Linked DNA regions of Mus musculus: region 1 is linked to region 2. A link is a contact called in public promoter capture Hi-C data. All regions are on one chromosome and are shown on one strand. Each heading gives the region's core, a stretch centred on a gene start, on an enhancer-like site or on the middle of the called end of the contact. The rest is flanking DNA. Distances are from core to core; before and after follow the strand shown.

Region 1 (3,287 bases), core at 310-2,809, 110 kb before region 2:
GTCACGGCTTTAGGAAGGTTGAGAGCCACTACCTAACAGTGTTTCTTTTCAAAACGGTTTGTTTTTGGAGACAGTCTATGAAGAATCAGCTTCCAGGACTCGCTGTGTAGCCCAGGATGGCCTCATTCTCCTGCCTCTGTCTCCGCAATTCTGAGTTTACAGGCTTGCCCCGCCACACAGGGCTTCCCATTTTCTCTCTAAAAGTTAAAAGTTTTTTAACTTTTAGATTTCTGAAACCAAAACCAAAACCAAAACCCTTATCTTTCTCTTCTACTTACTTATTCACCTATATTGTTGTTTTTAAAACCCAGGGTCTCATGTAGCTCAGGCTTGCCTTACATTCACTATGTAGCTGATGAAAGACTTGAATTCCTGATTCTCTTGCTTCTGTTTCATTTGTGCCACACACATTCAGCTCCTGGATTCTTATTTAAATATGCGATCTGTTATTGTCACTATTTCAAATCTCAGATAGTCCTGGATTGGGAGAGGGGGGTATCTAAGGGTTTCAACGTGCTGCATAAGAATGTTCTTTGGAGGGCTGGCGAGATGGCTCAGTGGTTAAGAGTGCCGACTGCTCTTCCGAAGGTCCAGAGTTCAAATCCCAGCAACCACATGGTGGCTCACAACTATCCGTAACGAAATCTGATGCCCTCTTCTGGAGTGTCTGAAGACAGCTACAGTGTACTTACATATAATAAATAAATAAATCTTAAAAAAAAAAAAGAATGTTCTTTGGAACTGGCTCAGTTATGAAGACCATTGGGCTGCTTCCAAAGGACCCAGCCTTGATATCCAGCACCCACATGGTGGTTCATAACTCTGGGCAACTCCAGGAGATCCTATGCCCTCTTTTGGCCTCCACAGGCACCAGAAATGCACATGGTGTACAGATACACATGCAGACAGAACATCCAAATACATTTTAAAAATACACTTAAAATATGTCAGAGTTATGTTTTTTAAAAAATAAAAAAGAAAGGAAGGAAGGAAGAAAACTGGGTGGCAGTGGCGCATGCCTTTGATCCCAGTACTCACCGTGCTAGGGTGGCAGAGGCAGGCTGATCTCTGAGTTTGAGGCCAGCCTGGTCTATAGAGAGCATTCCAAGACAGCCAGGGCTACGGAGAGAAACCCTGTCTTAAAATAAAAATAAAAATAAAAAATAAAGAAATAAAATACTTAAAATGTAAAAAAGAAAGTTCTGAAGGTCACAGGCCTAAAGACGCACTTAAGCCAAAGCTACAACTTCGTAAGAATGCAGTCAAATCCTATAAAAGTCCTGTTCTCTCTATCAATAGCGCTGTCATCCTTTTAGTGATGACTCCCAGCCTGCATCCTTGCTACAAATTCACCTGTCGCCCCGCCCTCCCGGATGCAGTAGCGGGACCATGGGTTGTCCCGCCTTCTTCCTTGTTAGTAGACCCGCCCCTGATGCTGATTGGCTAGGGTGTCAAGTTGACACTGCGCAGAGAAGACCCGGAGAAGTGGTATCCGCCTCAGGAATGGCTCCGCGCCTCTGCTGCGCATGCTCGCTAGTAGTTTCTAGGCTTCCCAAGCAGGCGTCTCGCGGGGGCGCGCGCGCGGGCACGGGCTCGCTCCCCAGGGGGCAGTTGGCGGCGGGAGCGGGCGGCGGGGTCGTGGTTCCTAGAGCAGCCCCGGCTGCTAGGCCGGCGCCTGCGTTGGCGGACACTCACACGAAGGATCGGGTGGCTCAGCCGCCGGAGAGGCAGGGCCCGCTGCCGTCGGTGAGGACGGGCCCCTGCGGGCGGGAGGGTCGGACCAGCGGAGCGATGCCTGGTCCGGCTATCCTGGGGTCGCGCCCGGTGCTGGGGAGGGGCCCCAGCTCTGTAGCTCGGGCATGGGGTGCTTCTTTGTCGGACATCCACGATGCGCCTCCTTTCTACCTGATCTCTCCATCAACCCACTCGACTCCTGTACCGATCTTAACACCTCTAAATCCGGGACCACACATTCGCCCATCTTCCTTGAACCGTGTCCACCCATTGCATGTCCATCCAGCTCTGTCCTCCGTCGCGGCCCATCCTTGGCGGCCGCAGGTCCCAATGACCTTGCACTTTTTGCCGGTTGTTACCCCTCCTCGTTCAGACTATAGGTTGCCCATTGTGGCTTTCAAACTTTGTGACGCATTCTAGACTGAGAAAGATGTTTTATGTGTATATTCTGTGCCTGAAGATAGATTTCGTGAATCGCAAGTTTAAAGAGAGTCGCTTACCAATCTCACATGACGCAGATCTATTTAGGCTGTGTTCTAATTCATTCCTTTCTGTTCCGTTCCATTCCATTCCAAATGACTGACTTGCTAACCCATTGATTCAAGACCTAGCTTATCTGACAGTTTTAAACCCCCCTTTACTCCTTACTCTACAATCAGATAACCATCCCCAAGAAAGATCTTTTTGTTATGATGTTTTGTTTTTAACTTCTTTGCTTTCCAGGGTCCTTACCATTGCTGGGGCTTGGTTTAGATTTCTGGTATGTTTATCTCATTGTTCTCCCAAGTGCCACTAGTCTGACTTGTGGGAACAAAACAGCATATGAAGTAGAGGAGAGCTGATAATACATGCTCACTTATGCAGATGAAGATGGCTTTGCTGGGGGAGGGATGTGAAGCTGAATTGTTAGGTAAAGGAATCCGTCTAGCCAAGATTCTCATCTAGGAGGATTGCGGAAATCTATCAGTTGGCTTCCCACATCTCATGTGGGTTTTCCTTATCATTCTGAGTGTGTGTTTGTGTGTCTCTGTGCATGCATACACAAGGCTGTTTATCACTCTCTGCCTTATTCCTTTTTGTTTGTTTGTTTCAAGACAGGGTTTTTCTATGTAGCCCTCATCTGTGGGCTTCAGGTGGGCCTCAAATTCACAGAGCTCCTCCACCCCCTGCCTCCTGAGTGCTGGAATTAAAGGTATGTATCACCATGTCCTGCTGCAGCGTCTGCATTGCTGAATCGCTTTGGAACAGTATCCTCAGTTCACTGTCCCATCCCTCCTCTCCACCAGGAGTATTGGTTCCCCGGTGACTTGAGAAAAGAGGTGGTAGTGGGTTTTATTTAGTACATAAAGCCCAAAGGTGCCAATAAACATCGTACCCTGCCCATCCCAGGGAAATGAGATCAGGTCTAGAATGGCACCAGTGCAGAGCTTGTGAAACTCCACATTAGAAGTCTGGAGATGCCGGGCGGTGGTGGCTCACGCCTTTAATCCCAGCACTTGGGAGGCAGAGACAGGCGGATTTCTGAGTTCCAGGCCAGCCTGGTCTGCAAAGTG
Region 2 (3,344 bases), core at 175-2,674:
AGGTCCTCTGGTTCTTCTGGCCCTGGCCCTCCTCCCAGGAAGGAGTCTCGTCGCTCCAGCACAAAGGGAAAGAATCCTTCATCGCCACTAGGAGAAGCACCCCCTGAGAGCAGCCCGGAAGGGAAGCTTGGCTCACCAGGGGAGTCCATGGTGCCTTCACATCTGTGAAGATAGGTTGCTGCTGAAACATAGCCATTCGGCAGCAGCCCCCGGGCACGCCCCCTAGTGGCCTTTCAATTCTGCAGCCTGGGCCGACAAGGGTTAATGATCCATGTGGGCCACCCAGCTCCGTTAATGACCTCAGGGTAGACTGAGGCTGGAAGCAGAATGAAACCAACCATCTTGCCCTCACCTCCTGCCTCCTGCCTTTGTCACACATTCTTTGCCCTAGGGAAGATTTGTCCCAGCGCTCTGGTGCCACAAGCAACCCAATGACAGACCTTGCTCCTCTTCCCAGTCCCTCACCACCTGGGCACTAATCCTACCTAGAATGGCAGGGTCACGTAGACTCAGTCTTAGGGATGAAACCAACTTCCTATCCAGAGAGTACAGGCTCTCACCAGTGGGGACAGCTGTGTCTTGACCCTTTAGCCACAGGGATCCAACTCCTTCCCTTTCCAGAAACTCAGATTTCTAGCTCTTTGCCTTCCCATATCCTTGTCTACTTTCTCAGGACCCAAGTGCGTTAGACTTGGTTTAGCCTTGTCAGCCTTGATGGGCATCGCGTCCCTCTCCTGGACTCCAAGTGGAATCTCCGGAATCCTAATTTTATCAAGACTCAGGTATTCCTGCCTTTACCCCTCCTGACTTAGGAGCCTTCATCCGCAGACCCCCATTTTCCCTGAGCCCTGGCGCTGACCCAGCGCAGGGCGAGGTAACAGGTTGTGCCAGCCAGCGCGCCACAGCCTCCACTTCGGGTTTCTGTTTACTTCCCGGCCCGCCCCTGGGGACGGGAGCCCTGTGCTTTACGAGGGCCGCCAAGGGAGAAGGGTTCAGGGGCTCAGGAGAAAAGGCCTGACACTCTGGTTTCTCCATGCCAACCCCGGGAGGGTCCCCGCCCCCTACTCACCCCGGAGCCCACGCGCACCTGTTCCCCTCCCCTCGACAGGTGCCAAGTACAGCTGGCCGGAAAAATCCCAGGTGTTACACATGTCCCAGTCTAGTTGTCCTAGGGCTAGACCCAGTGGGTTCTCCGACCCGTTCCTATCACAAGGGCAAGCATGATAATCACTCTTTGCGGCAGGTGTCCGGCATCCCGGAGTTACTTCCAGAGTCCCTAGAGGCTGTTCCCGATCTCCATCCTACCGTTCCGACCGGTCCTCTCCAACCATGCCCAAAACCTGAGTGTCCCGCCCTCATCACCCCCTAGGCTCTCACCTGTCGCCACCAGGCTCCCTCCGAGGTTCCCCGATCCCCAAGTCCTCTTCCGGAGGCGGTGCCAGGTGCAAGCTTGCACAGGTGAGGGGGCGGTGCCGCGGGAGGGGTTGGGACGCCCCCTGGTGGTGGGAATGGCTAGGCACTGTCAAAGGAATGTCACATCCATCCTCTTAAAGATCCATCTTGCTTCTTACTGGGAACATTAATTGAACACCTACTATGTGCAGATCTACAGGCTGAGCAAAGAAGTCAGCTTCTTATTCTTCATGCTTGCCCTTGTGATAGGAAATTATTAGTAAGGATACCGTGGTAAGCCCTCCACTAAGAAAGCCCTTTTATAGTAATTTTTTTTCTTTTGTAACACCCTAAGGAAGCAGCATCTACTGACACACTATTTTATAGAAGGGCAAGCTGAGGTTCAGGGAAGCCACCGGCTTTGTTTGGGGTACAAGTTTGTTATTGTCTTAATTACTTTTCTATTGCCATGACAAAGTATCATGACCAAGGCAACCTATAAAAGAAAGCATTTATTTTGGGGACTCATGGCTCCAGAGGGTTAGAGACCATGAGCATGGCAGCAGGCAGGCAGGCTTTGTACTGGAGCAGTAGCTGAGAGCTTACCTCTGATACATGGGCAGGAAGGGGAGCAAGAACGAGAGCAAGGACCTGGCATGGGCTTTTAAAATTTCAAAGCTTACCTCTTTGGCACATGTCTTCCAAAAAAGTTTGACTTCCTAATCCTTCCCAAACAGTTCAACCAACTGGGGACAAAGCATTCAAATGTACGAGCCTACAGGAGGGGGCATTCTCATTTGAACCCCCACAGTTATGTACAGTGAATGTGTGCGGTGCCATTTTTGGGATGTGTGTGTGACAGGGTCTCATGTGTCACAGGATGGCCTCAAATTTACTAAAGAACAGGGGACCTTGAGCTTCCAGATGCTCCTGGCTCCATCTCCTGGTCGTAGGATAACAGGCATGTACCACCCCACACTCAGCCTATGCTGTGCTGGGGTTTGAATCCGTGCCTGGTGTGTGCTAGGTAAGTACTCGACCAGCCGACGGTATCACCAGCCCTAGCATCTTATTCTTTTTTGTTTGTTTGGAGACAGGGTTTCTCTTTGTAGCCCTGGCTGTCCTAGAACTCACTTTGTAGACCAGGCTGGCCTCGAACTCAGAAATCTGCCTGACTCTGCCTCCTGAGTGCTGGGATTAATAGTTCCGTGCTGCATACAAGACACTGATTCCCTGGCACCTAAGGTGGCTTGCCTCGAAGCACACCTGAGTCCATGTAGCTCCAGAGGTGGGGTCTCAGTTCTTTTTTTCTGCAGAGTTGGGTCTCATGCTCCAGCAAGGCCCATGGTATCAAGGGACAGGAGCCAAGACAGGTGATGTCAGATCAGCTCACAAAGTGAAACCCAGCACTGGCCTTGTGGCTCCTCATAATTCTAGACACCAGGGCTTCCTGAGGCACAGGACAGGAATTCCAGGCCTGATAAAGAGGACAAATGTATCTCTGGAAAAGAGGTGTGCTGGCAAGGGTTTAACAACGGGTTTCTGGGGAAAGTGAACTTGATACATTTACCTGTTTCTGTGGTGTAAATACTCACTCTAGGCTGATTGGAAGCTGCTACCAGAATACCAGCTGAGTGTAAGTAGGAAGGGTATATACATAATCAGGGGAGAGAGAGAGAGAGAGAGAGAGAGAGAGAGAAAGAGAAAGAGAGAGAGAGAGGAGGGGGGAGGGAGAGATGCTGGAATTGAACCCACAGCTTCTACATTCTACCCAAGAGCTCTCCTACTAAGCTACATTTCTCATCTTCAGCTTTCCTGAGAGTATCTGCTCTGTGTGTCTCTGGCTAGGGTTCAGGACCGAAAAAAAAAAAAAAAAAAAAAAAAGGAAGTAGGAAGTAGGCCAGGTGGTGGCAGCGTACACCTTTAATCCCAGCACTTGGGAGGCAGAGGCA

What was found. Capture Hi-C pulls out chosen DNA fragments and counts their contacts.
Region 1: a promoter capture Hi-C map of pancreatic islet shows a contact between it and region 2. The contact joins the promoter of Flywch1 here to the promoter of Bicdl2 in region 2. A contact is called at or near these places in 6 of 39 promoter capture datasets (the C10 cell line, the HPC-7 cell line, cranial neural crest and 2 more), 1 of 484 Hi-C or Micro-C datasets (embryonic stem cells), 3 of 115 datasets of contacts at active chromatin or transcription factors (embryonic stem cells and pancreatic cancer cells) and 3 of 9 other capture datasets (adipose tissue, liver and pancreatic islet).

What each region holds. Positions count from the first base shown.
Region 1 is chr17:23,769,874-23,773,160 of GRCm38.p6, reverse strand. Flywch1 (FLYWCH-type zinc finger 1) reads left to right here and starts at 1,559. Exons shown (of 8, transcript NM_001357994.1): 1 at 1,559-1,746.
Region 2 is chr17:23,658,586-23,661,929 of GRCm38.p6, reverse strand. It overlaps Bicdl2 (BICD family like cargo adaptor 2), which reads right to left and starts at 1,424. Exons shown (of 10, transcript NM_153784.3): 1 at 1,378-1,424; 2 at 1-162. The coding sequence starts at 149.